Regions from separate parts of the Mus musculus genome. Here all the other regions are linked to region 2. The links are chromatin contacts, called in public HiChIP or PLAC-seq maps. All regions are on one chromosome and are shown on one strand. Each heading gives the region's core, a stretch centred on a gene start, on an enhancer-like site or on the middle of the called end of the contact. The rest is flanking DNA. Distances are from core to core; before and after follow the strand shown.

Evidence for each region. HiChIP or PLAC-seq counts read pairs in DNA pulled down with a chosen protein or histone mark.
Region 1: an H3K27ac HiChIP or PLAC-seq map of heart atrium shows a contact between it and region 2, with 6 read pairs. The contact joins the promoter of Adamts3 here to the enhancer-like site in region 2. A contact is called at or near these places in 1 of 484 Hi-C or Micro-C datasets (cortical neurons) and 6 of 115 datasets of contacts at active chromatin or transcription factors (embryonic forebrain, embryonic limb bud, embryonic stem cells and 3 more).
Region 3: an H3K27ac HiChIP or PLAC-seq map of heart atrium shows a contact between it and region 2, with 8 times the contacts expected there. The contact joins two enhancer-like sites. A contact is called at or near these places in 7 of 39 promoter capture datasets (the 3T3-L1 cell line, cranial neural crest, embryonic stem cells and 3 more), 11 of 484 Hi-C or Micro-C datasets (CD4 T cells, Sertoli cells, cortical neurons and 6 more) and 1 of 115 datasets of contacts at active chromatin or transcription factors (heart atrium).

Annotation. Positions count from the first base shown.
Region 1 is chr5:89,882,063-89,884,968 of GRCm38.p6, reverse strand. Adamts3 (a disintegrin-like and metallopeptidase (reprolysin type) with thrombospondin type 1 motif, 3) reads left to right here and starts at 1,635. Exons shown (of 22, transcript NM_001081401.2): 1 at 1,635-2,147. The coding sequence starts at 2,079.
Region 2 is chr5:90,176,505-90,179,687 of GRCm38.p6, reverse strand. No RefSeq gene overlaps it. Among named protein-coding and RNA genes, the nearest start is that of Gm35936, 15 kb to the left of the region's middle. Within about 2 kb of position 1,332, at least 15 of the 459 cell types and tissues checked have an H3K27ac peak or open chromatin away from gene starts, as enhancers often do. A contact at or near this core is called in cortical neurons, heart atrium and stem cell-derived neural progenitor cells, where this site is marked.
Region 3 is chr5:89,843,202-89,846,390 of GRCm38.p6, reverse strand. All of the region lies in intron 3 of Adamts3 (a disintegrin-like and metallopeptidase (reprolysin type) with thrombospondin type 1 motif, 3), which reads left to right. Among named protein-coding and RNA genes, the nearest start is that of Gm25758, 16 kb to the right of the region's middle. Within about 2 kb of position 1,845, at least 77 of the 459 cell types and tissues checked have an H3K27ac peak or open chromatin away from gene starts, as enhancers often do. A contact at or near this core is called in cortical neurons and heart atrium, where this site is marked.

The DNA.
Region 1 (2,906 bases), core at 386-2,885, 300 kb after region 2:
GAATTGCTTGTTGTACAAAAAAAGCATTCAGTGACAGACAACAAACACCACTCTAGAGGCAAGAGCAATACATTATTTGTCAACACTTGAGGTCAGAGAGCTTTAGAAAAAGCTCTCAAACAGAAATACCTAAAATGGGAAGAAATAAAAATGGCGTTCCAGGACCTGCCAAAGTTAGATAGCTGTTGGGAAGGGAGGGTCCTAGAACCCAGGTCTGTTTGTCCTCCATTGTCCTTTGACCTGCCTGTATACAATGGTCAAGTTTTTAAGTTATGCCACGCTGAGGCGTATTTGCTTTAAAGGTTAGGAAGTTCATGCCTAGACCTCAAGTCGAGGACAGCCCACGATGCTGCAGGTTGCAGTTGAAGGGAAAAGTCAATTTAGAGGTCCTTCAGTCCTGAGGGTCTAATCCTATTTCTAAGCAATAATTAACTAATTAACCTAATATACTCTGTTGCTAGATGAGGGCACTTCCTATACGTTCCTGTAAATGTCCTCCGTATAGAATTTCGACAAGACAGAGGCAACACAGCAATGAGCGTAGTGCAATGTATAAACCAGATGATGGCCTTTCCTTTAGCTCTCTAGGAATAAACAATTTATGAAGTCATATAACAAAATTCAAAACTAACCACACCTTGACAGGATTGCCCCAACAAGACCTGACTCCACTTCCCTATCTCTGGGTGAAGTTTCGAAAATCCCACCTCAATGTGAGCCTCATTAATCTCTGGTCTGATCTTGGGTGAGGGTGGTCCTCCAGGATAGGAGAACTCCCTCCTCACCTCCCCCCACCCCAACCCCCAGGCCACCCTGGTCTACCCCAGGGAGGTAGGTCTGGGATTCCAGCAACTCCCAGGTCGCTGTCTTTTAATCCCAGAAAACTGCAAACCGCAGAAGCCACTAGATAACTTAATCTGGGTGTAAGCAAGAGACCCCGAGGCCTGTGTACTCTAGTGATAAACGGAAACATCCGGTTGAGTCAAGAAAGGGAACGCGGTATCTTTGAAAACTAATATAAACGAATAAAGCATAAACAAGAGCTTTGCTGAGAGAGGCCCCCCGCTTTCCCGGGCCCATACAAGCCTGGGAGGGGACGAGTGTCTGAAGGGGAAAATCCCCCACGTCCTTGGGTCCTTGGGATTCTCTCAGGAGACTTTACTCTGCCTGGGTGGGGTGGGGTGGGGGGTGGGGATGAGATTGGCTGGAGGAGGTGATTTCATCCAGCCCAGGTCTGGTGAGCGGACCCTCCCCCTCCCTCCTCCAGTCGGGCTGGGAGGCGCGCCTGGGACCCTCCCCGCCCCTCGTCCCATCACGGAGACCAAGGGGATGCGGGGTCCAGGCGGCGCTTTCGCAGCCCCTGGGACGGTGCGAGTTCTGACCCTACGCCGGGGGGCGCGGGCCCCGGGTGACGTGGGCGCGCGGCGGGAGGGGCCGTCCGGAGGAGGGAGGGGGTGACACGGTCGCCTTTTTAGCGCCCGGCGGGTCGCGGGCAGAGAGCAGACGCCCGGGGCCCGCAAGCAACCGGAGCGGGCGAGCGGCCCACTCCTCCCTCCTCCTAGGCGGCCGCCTCCTCCCCTCGTCCTCCCGCCCCCACTGCGTGTGCGGCGGAGGATCCAGGGCTCGCGCTGCCTCTTTCTCCCGCTCGCTGGGCTCCGGCTCCCACTTCTCCCCGCCGCTGCGCTCCCGGGACCCGAGCCGTCTCCGTGCTTAGCCTAGGCGGCCCACGGTGCTCCGAGAGCCTCGCAAAAGCAGCTCCGGGGTAGAGAGTGGGACGCCCCGGTCCCTTCCCCCGCTCGGGTCAGCCTCTGCCCGGCTCGCAGCACCTCTGGCTCCCTCACTGTCGGCTTGGGAGGACAGGGTGAGAAGGTGAAGTGGAAAGGACCGACAGGGCACGGGGCCAGGCGCACAGCTCACGTTGCCTTTTCATTGAGCAAAGCCCAAGATAATTTTTTAAAAGCTCTGCACGCCCCCCACTCCTTCCATTTTCTTTGCGCTTTTAAAGGAAACTTATTTTGGGGTGCTTTGCGCTGGGGTAGCTGCTTTGCCCAGTAGTTGCGAAGTACACTCGACTCGTGATGGTGTTCCTGTCACTTTGGTTGATAGCAGCCTCTCTGGTAGAGGTTAGGACATCAGCTGATGGACAAGTAAGTGGAAAATAATAATAAAAAAAACTCAAACCCAACCTTTTCCCGACAGAGTTCCTCCCCTCCGTCCCTTTCACTCTCCCTTCCTCCCCTCCTGCCACCCTTCTGGGGCATCTTCTGCGTTCCGAGGCGGCGCGTGGAGGGCTGGGCGCTGCGCGGGGCTGGGGCCTGGGGGGCTCACTGCACCGGAGGTTGGACAGCCATCCCCCGGGAGCCTAGGTTCATCACACTTGGGGATCCCCTAGCCCGCGGCGACCAGGAGCGAACCAGGTGTGAGACTGCAGTCAGATCTCATCCTAGCGGGGCTATCAGGCTGTCCCCCCCTTTCGCGAGGGCGTTTCGGGCGCTCTGGCGAAGTTAGGGTTGTGGATCCCGGAGCCCACAGGCTCTCCCTCTTCCTGACTCCCTGCTCCTGCGGGCGGCCAGGGATAAGAGGTTTCAAGAAGTCGCCAGGCAGGACCCGGAGCTACCCAGCAGACACGTGTCCTGGGAGGACTGGGGCTGGGCTGCAGTTTGACAGTTGGGGAGGGCCTGGGACGTTTCCTGCCCTCGCCTTTTCCGCGGGCAGCCAGAGCTGGAGGCGTCTGCCGCCTCTTCCCCTCCCCCTCTGCAGAACTCCTCCTCTTTTTAAAGCTAAATTGAGTGCAGCTCTGGTGCCTTTCGGCCCTGCCCCCACCCTGTGGAGACTCAAGGTGAAGCTGACGTTCTCAGAAGGGCCCTTGAAGGAGGCTCAGGCTGGGGAGCCTTTTGTAATAAATC
Region 2 (3,183 bases), core at 83-2,582:
GTGTGCTCACGGATACTTGCTGTGTTGTGGGTGGTATTTAAAGAAGGATACGTTTTACAGATACTTGAGAAGGCAGGACATACTTGTTTGCATAGAAGTTTCTCTCTCTCTCTCTCTCTCTCTCTCTCTCTCTCTCTCTCTCTCTCTCTCTCTCTCTCTCTGGAACTTGCTCTGTGACTGGCTGGCCTCAGAGTGTTTATCTTTCCTGGTACGTCGAGGCAGGGGAGAAGGGAGCACGGCATGTGGTGGGTATCTTTCCTGGTGGAGGCAGGGGAGAAGGGGCACGGCATGTGGTGGGTATCTGGATAAAGCCAGGATAGAAGCCCTGTGTCTGACCAGTTCCTCTCCTACTCTGAGCCTTTTCTGTAGCTCACTGAAGCGCATCATGAACAGGACTCTAGGAAGCATGGCCCTGTACTAGGTGACTAGGTGTGTGGGAATGATTTATGAATCACTAGGAGAAGGTCTCTGCTCTTGACTTTTGTTCTAGCAGAGGAAGCTTGTATAAGAAGTAAAAAGAAGCAAACAATGTCACTAAGGGGATAATGGGGTAGTCCTGTGTACAACTTGGGAAAGAAAATTCAGGGTAGCAGGGAATGCCCCTACAAACTATGCAAAGAAAGGGCATATCTGAGGAAATGAAGGAGGCAAGCCATGGCTATAGTGTAAGTAGGGCTGGGCATTCTTAAGTTTTTGGCCTTTACTCTGAAAAAAGGGACAAATTGCTTCTTCTCACCTCCCCCCCCCCCCCACAGGCACCTTTGGCTTAATTCTTTTTTTTTTTTTTTTTAAAGATTTATTTATTTATTTATTATACATAAGTACACTGTAGCTGTCTTCAGACACACCAGAAGAGGGCATCAGATCTCATTACGGATGGTTGTGAGCCACTATGTGGTTGCTGGGATTTGAACTCAGGACCTTCAGAAGAGCAGTCAGTGCTCTTAACCACGGAGCCATCTCGCCAGCCCCCAATTTTTAAGCTATTTTGTGACTACATATTTTATACATCTTACAGTCATTTCTAAGCCTAAGTATAAATTTCTATCTGGTATTTGTTATCTATAAGATCAAGAATCAGAGACCAATATAGCTGAAGGGCCCAGCTTCAAGGGCTCAGCTTAACATACCAACTCCAGTTTGCTTTCAGACTCCATTTTATAATTAACTTGCTCTCTGAATGAACTTAGATACTGGAAGAATCCCCAACTTTTTCCAGGAGCCATGTTGCCCTGGTAACAATCACAATTTTGCAGGGAAATAGCCACTCTACTCCTAGCAACAACCAATCAGTTCTTAAAGGGAGAGTATTTAGTGTCTTAAAATAGATTGACTAAGCTGGCAACCATTGTTCATACCAAGCTGAAGTCATTACTAGACAATAGAAGTGCACCAACCAAATGTCAACCAATCCTGTAACTGCCATGTTAGAAAGTCCCTCACTCTGCTACTATGATAAAAAGGCAAGGCTTGTACCAGCTCAGGACCTTCCACACTGTCCATTGTGCTGGAGAGGCTGGAGGGTCTGCACTTGAGCTTGAAGAAAGACTTTACTTTTGCATGCGAGTTGGATTCCTGGTCGTTGCTGGTGATCTGTGAGGAGCTCTAGATCTGAGAATAACAAAGCTTAGTTATCCTTGTGGATTATTTACTTATGGATTCCAAGTTGCTGTAAGACTCTGAGTTCTGACTGACTGTCTTTGCTTATGACCCTGCTGATCTCAACACCAACCTGGAGGCACATTTACAGAACGTGAATGGTTGTCACCAACCTTAGGGTGATATGACGTTTGCATATTAGGATGTTGCTCTTGGTTGTCACCTTGACAGGACCTGAAATCAACTAACAGGCAAGCTGCTGGAAACGTCAGGGAAGGATTTTCTTGATTGGATTATATGAACCAGAAAGATCAGCTCAAAACATAGGTGATAATTTCTGGTAGCAACTTAGCTTCTAATGTAGACTGAAGACTAGCGGCTTTCAAAGAATCTCCCAGGCCTTTGGTAAAAGATTGTGACTGCTGAGATATCCAGCCACAGGGACTGGAAACGACCAGATTCTCAGCCTCTCCAGTGTGAGACTGATGTTTGACTACTCAGACTGTGTTGTGTAAGCCAGTCCAGTAAATCTCCTTTAGTATGTATTCATACTATTGAGTCTGTTCCCCTAGAGAACCCCAGCAGATGGGGTATTATATCTTGTAACTTGCTTTATTTAACTTCATCTGAACATAACCCTGTTCCACTAGGTGAAGACATTTTTCTTCAGCACAGTGGTTCTCCTAAGCGTAAAAATATGAGCAAGGTTATATTTCATATGTTAAGTACACATTCTTCTGTAAACTAGTTATAGGACTCTTCATATACATTACACAAGGACCTTGAATCTTCCGTGTGTGCCAGCTTCCACATGTTGGTGGGATGGTTAATTTTGATTGCTACCTTGATTATATCAAGAATCACACAGGGCATTACTAATTGCCTTTGAGGGTGTGTCCAAAAGGCTTTAACAGGGGAGGAAAAAACAAAACAAAACAAAACAAAACAACAACCCGCCCTGAATGTGGGCAGTACCATCCTATGAACTGTGATCCTGGATTGAATCAAAATGAGAGGAAGGAGAAAGCCAACCAAGTATTGGCTTGACCCCGTCTCTGCCTCCAGTCTACCAGGTTCCCACAGCCATGGCTGTGAGCTGCTCCTTCCGCTGTTCCTTACCCACTGTGAGAGACTGTATTCCTCTAAACTGTGAAGCACAATAGACCCCTCCTCTCTTAAGTTTTGATCACTGTGATGAAAAAACTAGGTAATACAGTAGATTCTGGGTCTGAAGAGGTTGTTGTCCAGTTTTTCCCTTTACCTCAGAGTAGAGCAGGGAGTGAAATTTGTAGAGAGCTAGGCACATCTGAGAAGGAAGTGTTTAATACCCGTCTGTTTTCACGGAGAGAGTTGAATGGTTAGAGGATTGAACTAGTTGGTAATTTCTTCTGGTAACAGAAATAGTTCTTTACACAGCTGGTAGTACAGCAGTTTGGTTACACCAGTGTCACCACAAACACAGGCGAGGTATGCTTCCTCAACATTGACAAGGAACATTATGGTAGGGTTCTGTAAGTTCAGAGGCAGGAAGATCATGAGTTCAATGCCAGCCTGGATTATATAGAGTATCACTAAAAAAAAAAG
Region 3 (3,189 bases), core at 596-3,095, 330 kb after region 2:
CCTCACCCATCCACATTAGCATGTCTGCTGGTGGTGTTCTTGTTCAAGTCTTGTGTAGGCAGCCATGTTTATTCCCTAACCTTTATCATTTGGACTCACTCTCATGATTCCTTATGTTCTTGCGGCTGAAGTTTTACTTTCTCTGCCACTTGAGCAGGTGTGAGGAGACCTGGACTGAGAGGAATGGAATCATTGATCCAGTCACTTTTTATTGCGAGTCTAATATGTGAATGCTGTGGATGCACCAGGGAGCAAAAGTAGGGGTAGACTTTACTTCCATGGAATTCAGAGGACAAGAAACACTGCCATGGTGTGTCAGCCACTCAACAGAGTGAATAATAAAAAGGTGTCATGGTGCTTTAATGAAAGGGACACTAAGTTATGTAATAAGTATTAGGTTAAGTGACTTGGGCTGGGGGTTGGGGAACAGTTCTTTGAAGAAGGTCCAGTTGTCTTTGCAAAGGAAGAGAACAGTGAGACTATAGAGTCAGAGTATCAGCAATGGCTGAGGTGACTGGAGCTTTAGACGAGAGCTCCTTTGTTACAGCTACTGTAAATGTTGTTCCATTCATTCTAGCTAAAATAGAGGAGCACCATGCCAGATTTCCTTGTAGAAATGATCTTAAGATTGTCAAAAATTCTTCTTTGTACATGAGTGTCTTCATTCAGAAAGTTAGGGTTTTATTGCTGAGAAGGGCCATCATGATCGTGGCAGCTCTTATAAAGGAAAACATGTAACTGGGGCTGGCTTATATTTTTAGAGGTTCAGTCCATTATCATCATGGTGGGAAGCATGGCAGCATCCAGGCAGATATGGTGCTGGAAAAGGAGCTGAAAGTTCTACCTCTTGATCTGAAGGCATCAGAAGACTGTGTCACACTGGCCTGGGCATAACTTCAGCATAGGAGCCCTCAAAGGCTGCCCCCACAGTGACACACTTTCTCCAATAAGGCCACATCTACTCCAACAAGACCATAACTCCTAACAGTGTCCCTCTCTATTGGCCAAGCATTCAAACACATGAGTCTGTGAGAGCCATTCCTATTCAAACCACCACAATGACGAGTCCAGAGAACTGAGAATCTTATCGGGTTTCACAAAACTTCTAGACACTTGCTTTCAGAGCCTGCACTTTTGATCATTATTTTATTTTGATGCCTGGTGAAGTTTCTTAATATTCCACCTAGGCAATTTGAATTAAACACAGATACACAAGTGCATATCTCTGTGCACAAACGGATTCCTTGTTTTTGCATATGTATAATGCATAAAAACCTGTGTGTATCATTACATAAAATATCCCATATAGATATCTTGATACATTGTGATATATATATTAATTAATCATCTTATTGTATTTTGAGACTCAAATTTGGATTTGGGGGATGCAGGGAGCCCAGAGCCAGGCATTGGAGCTCTTTTTTTTTTTTTTTTTCCATACAGTTTCTTTCAGACAGTTACTGTGCCCCAGCTGCATCGGACATGCTGTTTGACTTTGTAGGTCTTTGCTCCCATTTTAAACATAGCACACAGAGAGTCTGTAATCAAGCAATTTGACTTTGAACAGAATTACTAGGCAGGGGGTATAGATGAGTGTAGGTAATTAGTAAATGAAGCTGAGCTGCTGTCTTTCCAGTTTGGGCTCCTTGTTCAGCAGGTGAGTGAATTTGCTAGTGCCTGTTAAAATCCATGCCTCTGGCCTTATCCTCTTCCTGTGAAAGTAGCTCATCTCCAGCCACAGTAGCTGCTTATAGCTTTAAATAGCACAGACGTGGCCTCTGCCAGCTTCCCCAGCCAGCTAGGGTTACGGTGGGGCCAGGGTAGCCTGGCTATGCGGTCTGTGCGAGGCCAGGGAAGGGGTTAGTGAGTTGGCTGCCTGCCTGGGCACCGGTGCAGGAGAGGCATGGAGTAGCACAGCAATTTCCTGCTTTGGGTGAAGCCATAGAGAGCCTAGTGCTGGCTAAGCCTGGGCTTTCACATTCTTCTGTGATATTTTACTGCCCACTCCCCTCCCACCCAATGTTCCTCTCAAAGGAGATTTTGATTTGTGCTGTTCACTGGTTCATAGGGGTGACTGAAGGAGACCAGAAAGGCCTCTCCGCTCTCCAGTTTCTACTCATTTTGCCTAGGATTTCCACTTTTAGAAAAAAAAAACCATATCACACTCTATCATTATAAATTTCTCTTAAACATTTTTTTTGTAGATTTGTTTATTAGCATAGGTGGTCATTCATGACAGACATGCACGTTGATATCAGAGGGCAACTTCTGGGAATTGGTTCTCTCCAGGACCACATGGGTCCCTGAATCCAGCTTAGAGCTTCAGGCTTAGCAGCAAGTGCCTTCGCCAGCTGAACCATCTTGCTTGTCCCAAGTCAGGGATTCCTAGCTCTGATACCATTGCATATGCAGCTGAGTCAACTTGTTGCTAAGGACACAGAGAGTTGGCAGAGGAAACAGGAAACATGAGCACAGATCAGGAAACAGGTGAGAGACTGGGATGTTCTTGGGAAAGTAGAACGTCAGGTGGAGACACTAGTAAAGATCGCGTGTATTCTGTATTCTGTTTGCACAGGTTTATTTAGCCTAACCTCAATGTTGCCCATTTCTTGGCTTCGAAGGTTGAGGTTGAAAGAAGATGAACAATTGCATTTCTCAAAGTTCCACCAGGGGCCACTTAGGTGACTGAAGTACTTCCTGCGGATGTATGGCCAGAACTAGCTTCCTGTCAGAGATACACTGGTTGTGTTGGCGGTTTGTTTGACTTGCCTTGTTCCACATGACTGGCTTATGGAGGACTCCTCTTTATGAACTCCTCCTTGGTGGAGTTCAAGCAGGGACTCTGAGGATGGCTTTTTCCCCAGGTTCTCTGGGCGTGGCTGAACATTTCTTTGTGAGAAGGGTATCATGCATATCTCAGGCTTTTATTTGATCCAGCTGGCTTACCTATAGTTTGTCTTGAAGCAGGTATTTTGTCTCAGTGAAATGGAATCATGAAAAGGGAAATTTGTCCATTGTGATGGACAGGAGTAAGGATGTTTGCCTCTGGGTGCCCTTCCCAGTGTGATGCTAGGAGCACCTGTGCTGGGAGCCTGGCTGGAGAGTGAAAGGCCTGGGATTCACCTCTAGGGCTACAGGGTCAGTCCTTGGCTGTTAAAAGTAAATTTCTGGTTTTAAACCAATTCTCAG